2 separate regions of the Anas platyrhynchos genome follow, and region 2 is linked to region 1. A link is a contact called in public Hi-C data. All regions are on one chromosome and are shown on one strand. The core of a region is the stretch at or near the end of the contact, and the rest is flanking DNA. Distances in the headings are between cores, read along the strand shown. Region 1 holds the start of PRKG1 (protein kinase cGMP-dependent 1). Region 2 overlaps LOC106016332 (a long non-coding RNA gene).

Evidence for each region. A called contact is a pair of places that touch in the nucleus more often than the background predicts.
Region 2: a Hi-C map of small yellow follicle shows a contact between it and region 1, with 5 times the contacts expected there. The contact joins the enhancer-like site here to the promoter of PRKG1 in region 1. A contact is called at or near these places in 3 of 8 Hi-C or Micro-C datasets (F1 follicle, skeletal muscle and small yellow follicle).

The regions. Positions count from the first base shown.
Region 1 is chr6:4,483,051-4,485,750 of IASCAAS_PekinDuck_T2T, reverse strand. It overlaps PRKG1 (protein kinase cGMP-dependent 1), which reads right to left and starts at 1,289. Exons shown (of 18, transcript XM_038180896.2): 1 at 1,189-1,289.
Region 2 is chr6:5,032,388-5,035,087 of IASCAAS_PekinDuck_T2T, reverse strand. The region is part of intron 2 of LOC106016332 (a long non-coding RNA gene); the gene reads left to right. Among named protein-coding and RNA genes, the nearest start is that of DKK1, 98 kb to the right of the region's middle. Within about 2 kb of position 1,432, at least 1 of the 8 cell types and tissues checked has an H3K27ac peak or open chromatin away from gene starts, as enhancers often do.

The DNA of each region.
Region 1 (2,700 bases), core at 40-2,539:
AAAAGGGTCGATGGAAGAGGGGGGGACGGTGCCTGCACTGACACTGAGCCCACTGGCGGGTATCAGCCTAGGGGGAGAGGTGCAGGAGGAGCGGGTGGGTTGGGGTGCGATGGGGCTCAGGGGTACAGGGTGCAGCAGCATGTCATGGTAATGAGATGGGGAGGAATCGAGTGGACCTTAATTGAAAACCAGGAGCACCCCCAAACCAGCTGGGTTACTGAGCACGATGCTGGGGCGTGGGAGCAGCAGGGGGACATGTGCTGTCAGCACAGCCCTGCGGGCACATGGGGGTCATAGGATGTGCCGGGAGGTCCCAACCTGCTTTCTCCAGTGGCTCTGGGTGTCAGGGAGAAGACAGGGACCTCGGGGAGGTCGTGGGGAGCTGAGGGAGCCCAGAGGGTGGGGGCAGAGACTGAAGCACGCGTGCGGCATTCACGGCCCCTGGGAAGGCTGCGAGTCGGGACTTTGGAAAAGCACTGGCAAAGTAAAGAGAAGGAGAGGGTTTCTGCTCTGCCTTGGGCAGGGTGCGCAAAGGGATGCGCTGATCCAGGAAGGGGGGAACAGACAGGCTGAGCGTGTGGTTAGGGGAAAAGAAAAAAGAAAAAGAACAAAAAAGGAAAAAAGAAAGAAAAGGAAAAAAAAAAAAAAAAAAAAAAAAAAGGAAAGCCAAAAGTGCCCGGCCGATTCGTCCCCCCAGCATCCCCGGCGCCCACCTCTCGGCCTTGGTGAACTTGCGGAACGCCTGGCGGAGGTCGTGGAAGGAGCGGTAGGTCTGCGGCTCGGCCGAGATGCCCTGCGCCCGGGTGGTGCGGGGCCCGATGTGCGGGCTGGGCGCGGGCAGCACCGACTGGCACTTGTGCAGCCGGCGGCGCAGCTCCTGGATCTCGTCGTCCTTCTCGCCCAGGCGCCGCTCCAGCTCCCTGATGCGCTCCTCCTTGAGCAGCAGCAGCGCGGCGAAATCCCCCTCCAGCTCGCTCATCCTGGGCAGCGCCGCTGCCCCGCGCTAGCGCCGGGCCGCTCGCATGGAGCCGCCAAGCGGGGAAAGAGAGGGGGGAGGGAGGGGAGGGGAGAAAAAGAAAAAAAAAAAAAAAGGAAAAAAAAAAAAAAAAAAAAGAAAAAGCCAAGGAAAGGGGAAAGAGCTTCCGTGCTGCTCCGCGAGGCTGGGAGCCTGGAAATAGCAACAATTACCATGTGATCGGAGGGTGACGCAGCTCCTTGTAACTGGAGCCGAAGACTTGGGACTCGAACGAGAGCACTTCATAAATATTGAATCGCCGCCCGCTAATGAGCCACGTGGAGCCGCCGCGGCCCCGCCTGGCCCCCGCCTCCCCGGCACCCCCTCGCGTCCCTCCCGGCCACTCGGCATCCGCCCCTGGTCCTCCCCATCCCACCCCCAGCTCCCCCCCGTATCCCACCGCCGGCCCCTGCTGCTCACCCCACCCCGTGGGGTACCCCCATCCCTTCCCCGGCTCACCCCACGCCGCTCCCCTCAGCCTCTCCAGTCCCTCCCTACTGTCCCAAGCCCCCTCGGGCACCTGTGTCCCCCCCCACACACCCCCAGGGGCACCCAGAGCCACCCCCCCCCCCGGGCGGGTGCCCCCTGTCCCAGCACACGCAGCCCCCGCGCCGGCAGCCTCCGGGGAGGCCGGAATTCGCCCTTCCCGGACTTATTTGGAAGAGCCCATCACGGACATGAATGTTTTAATGCCGGCTGGCAAAGGGCAGCAGCGGCTCCTGCGTCGCCTTGCCCTTCCAAAGCAGAGGGAGGGCAGGAGCCGGGGGGCATCTGAGCCGGGCACGGAGGACGGGGTCGTATCAGAAAAGTCCTGGGTGCACGAGGAAAGCAATTAGCGGCCTCTCATTTAATGGGGTGGAGGCAGTGGGATGTTTTACCACGCTTGGGCCCGTTCCCGCAGCCTCTCGCACGCGGTTGGAGCCCCCCAGAGGCAGAGCCGCTCCCAGGTCCCGTCCGCATCCCAGCAGCATCCCCGGAACGGACAGGGCGGGGGGGTGGGGGGGCAGAGGAGGGAATTATAAAAAAAATAAATTGCATGTGGCTTTATTGGAAGGCAAAGAGCGCCATCTCGTGTAGGAAAGCACCGCGCAACGCAGGGAAGAGATTTGCAGACGGACAGACCGGACTCTCCGCTTGCTGCTCCAGAGGGGAAGGGGTCCCAGAAGGGTAGGGGGAGCCCGCCCACGCTCGTCGCCCCCCCAGACATTTCCCCGTTAAAATCCCGTTTCATAAAAAAAAAAAAAAAAGCCTTAATTTAGAGAAACAGGAGCGCTGTTCCTGCGCTCCTCAAAGGCTTGGCAAAAGCATTTTCTGGCAAGTCACTAGGGAAAGAAACCAGAAAGTGCATACTTTTCCCAAAACACACAGTAATTAGGCAGTCAGATCTCACCGCTGTCAACCAGTGCTTTTCAGGGTTGTTTTTAATGCACTGTTCATTATTTGCATTCAAGGACCGCCTACAAGCCTTGGTCTCCACGCAGAAACAGGAACCTGGATAAATGCTGAAACGACCACAATGTAGAGATGATAACCAAGCAAAGACACCCAATGATAAAAATGATACCCAATGATAACTAAGCAAAGCACTGGTGCTTCATACCACGGCTGTCTACAGTCCTAAGACTTTCAGTTTGAGGTAGAAGTAGGTATGTAGAGACCTCCACCAAAGAAGGTCACTCCCAAGA
Region 2 (2,700 bases), core at 183-2,682, 550 kb before region 1:
CTAATTCTTATGCTGGTTTGCTCAGAACAAACTCCTTCTCCCCTCAGGAAAAGAAGTTTGAAGGTTACAAAAAAAATTAGGTTAGGATAAGTATATTATGGAGTTACATCAGCCCACAAGGTGACTTGTAAAGACGAAGAAAAAACATGTTACAGAAGAGGAAAATAATCAAAATTGAGAATCAAACTGCTGATAAGTAAAACTTAAGGATGAGCTTTTACGTAGCAGTGGCGAACCTTCTGTTTTGTGGATCTCTCTCCTAGGATGCAGGAAAGACCAAGAGACATGTCCAGAACCAAGCTAACAGTGGCTCGTGCAGTTTGGGTTCATACTTGACGTCTCTTGAACAGGGACAGGCTGCCAGCTGGGATTTTAAATTGCAGCTGGCCAAAGATGTCTTGCCTTCAAACACAGGTTTAGTTCCGGGGCAAGTATCCCATCACACTCGTGGATTATTTTTCCCTTTTTTTTTTTGAGAACTTTATTCTAGTTTATATCATGAAGGAGCAAAGATTTAGCCTGGGAAATGGTTGCAGGAAAACACCAGCAATTGCTTGAATGTGAAAGGCTGGCTGTAGTCATTATGCTAACCAAGAAAGGGACAGGCACGGTCTGTGGCACTCCATTTAAGTTTCCAGGAGATGTAAAAAGAGTCAGAAGGGGTGTGGAGTTGCAAAGTTACGTGTCAGTTTGGTAGCAGCTCCTGTGAAGGAGCCAGCATCTCTGTTTCTGTTCGCTTTTTCATTCATTTGACTCTGCTGTTATTTGGAAAAGTCATTTTTACATTTGGACTAGTACTTGACATAATGGGACCAGGGACTTGATCTTGTCGGGTTTGAATTATCCCAGGATAGGTCCAGACTTTTGAAAATCATTTCAGTTTTCTTTTAATAGAGGTCGCATTTTCTCTCTTTAAAATACTAGCGAATGAGCAAGGACTTTACAGGATTTGGCTGTGCTTCCTCGAAAGCGCCCTTTTAACCGCACCAGGATTTTTGTTAAAAGACAGAAGAGGGAGCTCGTGAAACGCGGTTTTAGTTATGTTCTGCCGTGAAACGCCGAATTTCTTCGTTTGTTGGGGGTAGAGGGGGGTGCTGAAACTGTTTTCCAGGCAGGCAGTGCGCTGCCACCGGGGGCTGGGAGCTGAGGATGACATTGAGAGGATGCCAAGTGAGATCTGTTACAGGGAAAAAGCTTCAGGCACCTGAGGGAGTTGACTTTGGGTTATGTTTAGTTTTTGGTTTTAATGCATGAATTATATATACGGAGCATGGAGTGACCTCAGTTTCTTCGCTGTGCAGGCTGCAGCCCTGGATTAAACAGAAAGAGCTTTTAAATAGACTTTCAGAGTGGCTTTCTGTATTTTATTGTCTCAGCAAAAATGTTATTCTATTTTCAAGTAATCACAAATTGTGACAACACTGCTCTATACAGAGATGTGACCGCATAGTGGATTTCTCGTAATTATGACCAGATCTTAAATGTGACAAATTTAGAAAGTGTGGGAGAGGTGAGTGGACAATTAGCAAAAGCCACACTTGTAAAATAACACAGTTATTGGTAGGTACTATGATGCGACTGTTATATACACACAAGCAGATACTGAGTGAGAAGTTTTTATTTCTTATTGAATTAAATTGTAAATGTTTTTCTGTGTTTTAGGGCTTTGTGCTTAATGTGTCAGCGTGTTGGTTGTTGATGAGGAAAGGTACCAAAAATACCATTAAAAAAAAAAAGGTCCTGCTACACTAAACCAGCATTGTTTTAAATATTATGTAGTATGACATAATACTGCTTAATATTTTCTTTTCCATATATATTTTAAACATCTAAAAGATGTGCTCTAAGAGCTGCTGATTGCCTTATATTGATCTGCCAGTCTGCTCGGGACAGTATAATGTCACAGGATTAGCACGTTACTAGTGCTACAAAAACAAAAATAATACTGACACAAAATGGTATTGCAGACAGTAGGACATAACAGAACCTTAAATATGTGCTCACCATTTTCTCAATGTCTGTTGTGCTGCTGAACAGATTAGAAAGGTGAACAGATTTCTCTGTAACTTGGCTCTTCCTACTGAGACATTTCATATTCAGCACGTCAATTTCTGACACGACTTAACTGTTGATGGGAATGACCTTCGATTTGCTGTCAGTGATGTATTGAACCTTGGTCAATATTCACTTCTAGAGATGTGGCTGAGTGGTGCCTGTTTTATTCCTCATTTCCCTTCCCTTGTAGCAATGTCATAATAACAAATACACTGCTGAAACTACAGTGTATTTTTTTTCCCAGGTAATTGAATTCACATGGATTTTGGCCTCGTGTCCTATCAGAAACCACAAGTACAAGGTGCCGAAAAATCCCCTGTAAAGCTATGGAATGAAAGTGGTGCCTTGCAGAAATAGAGCTTTTGCTGAAATGCTTTGTCCTGGAAAACGTATGACAAACATTCACTGATAACTATGGGCATATGACACCTGAAAAAAAAAAAAACTCTTCCCAGTAAAATAGCCAAATGAGGTGACTTTCTCATTTCAAAGGGGGCTACGGTCCTGTTGTGTACACGTGTGGCTGATGCACAGTAGTATTTCTTGCAGATCGTGGAAATGTGTCAAACCCGTAACTAGCCTCTTAATAATTATTAAGTGCTTCAATCTTAATACAGTCTGTCCAAAGTACTTCATCAGTAAAAT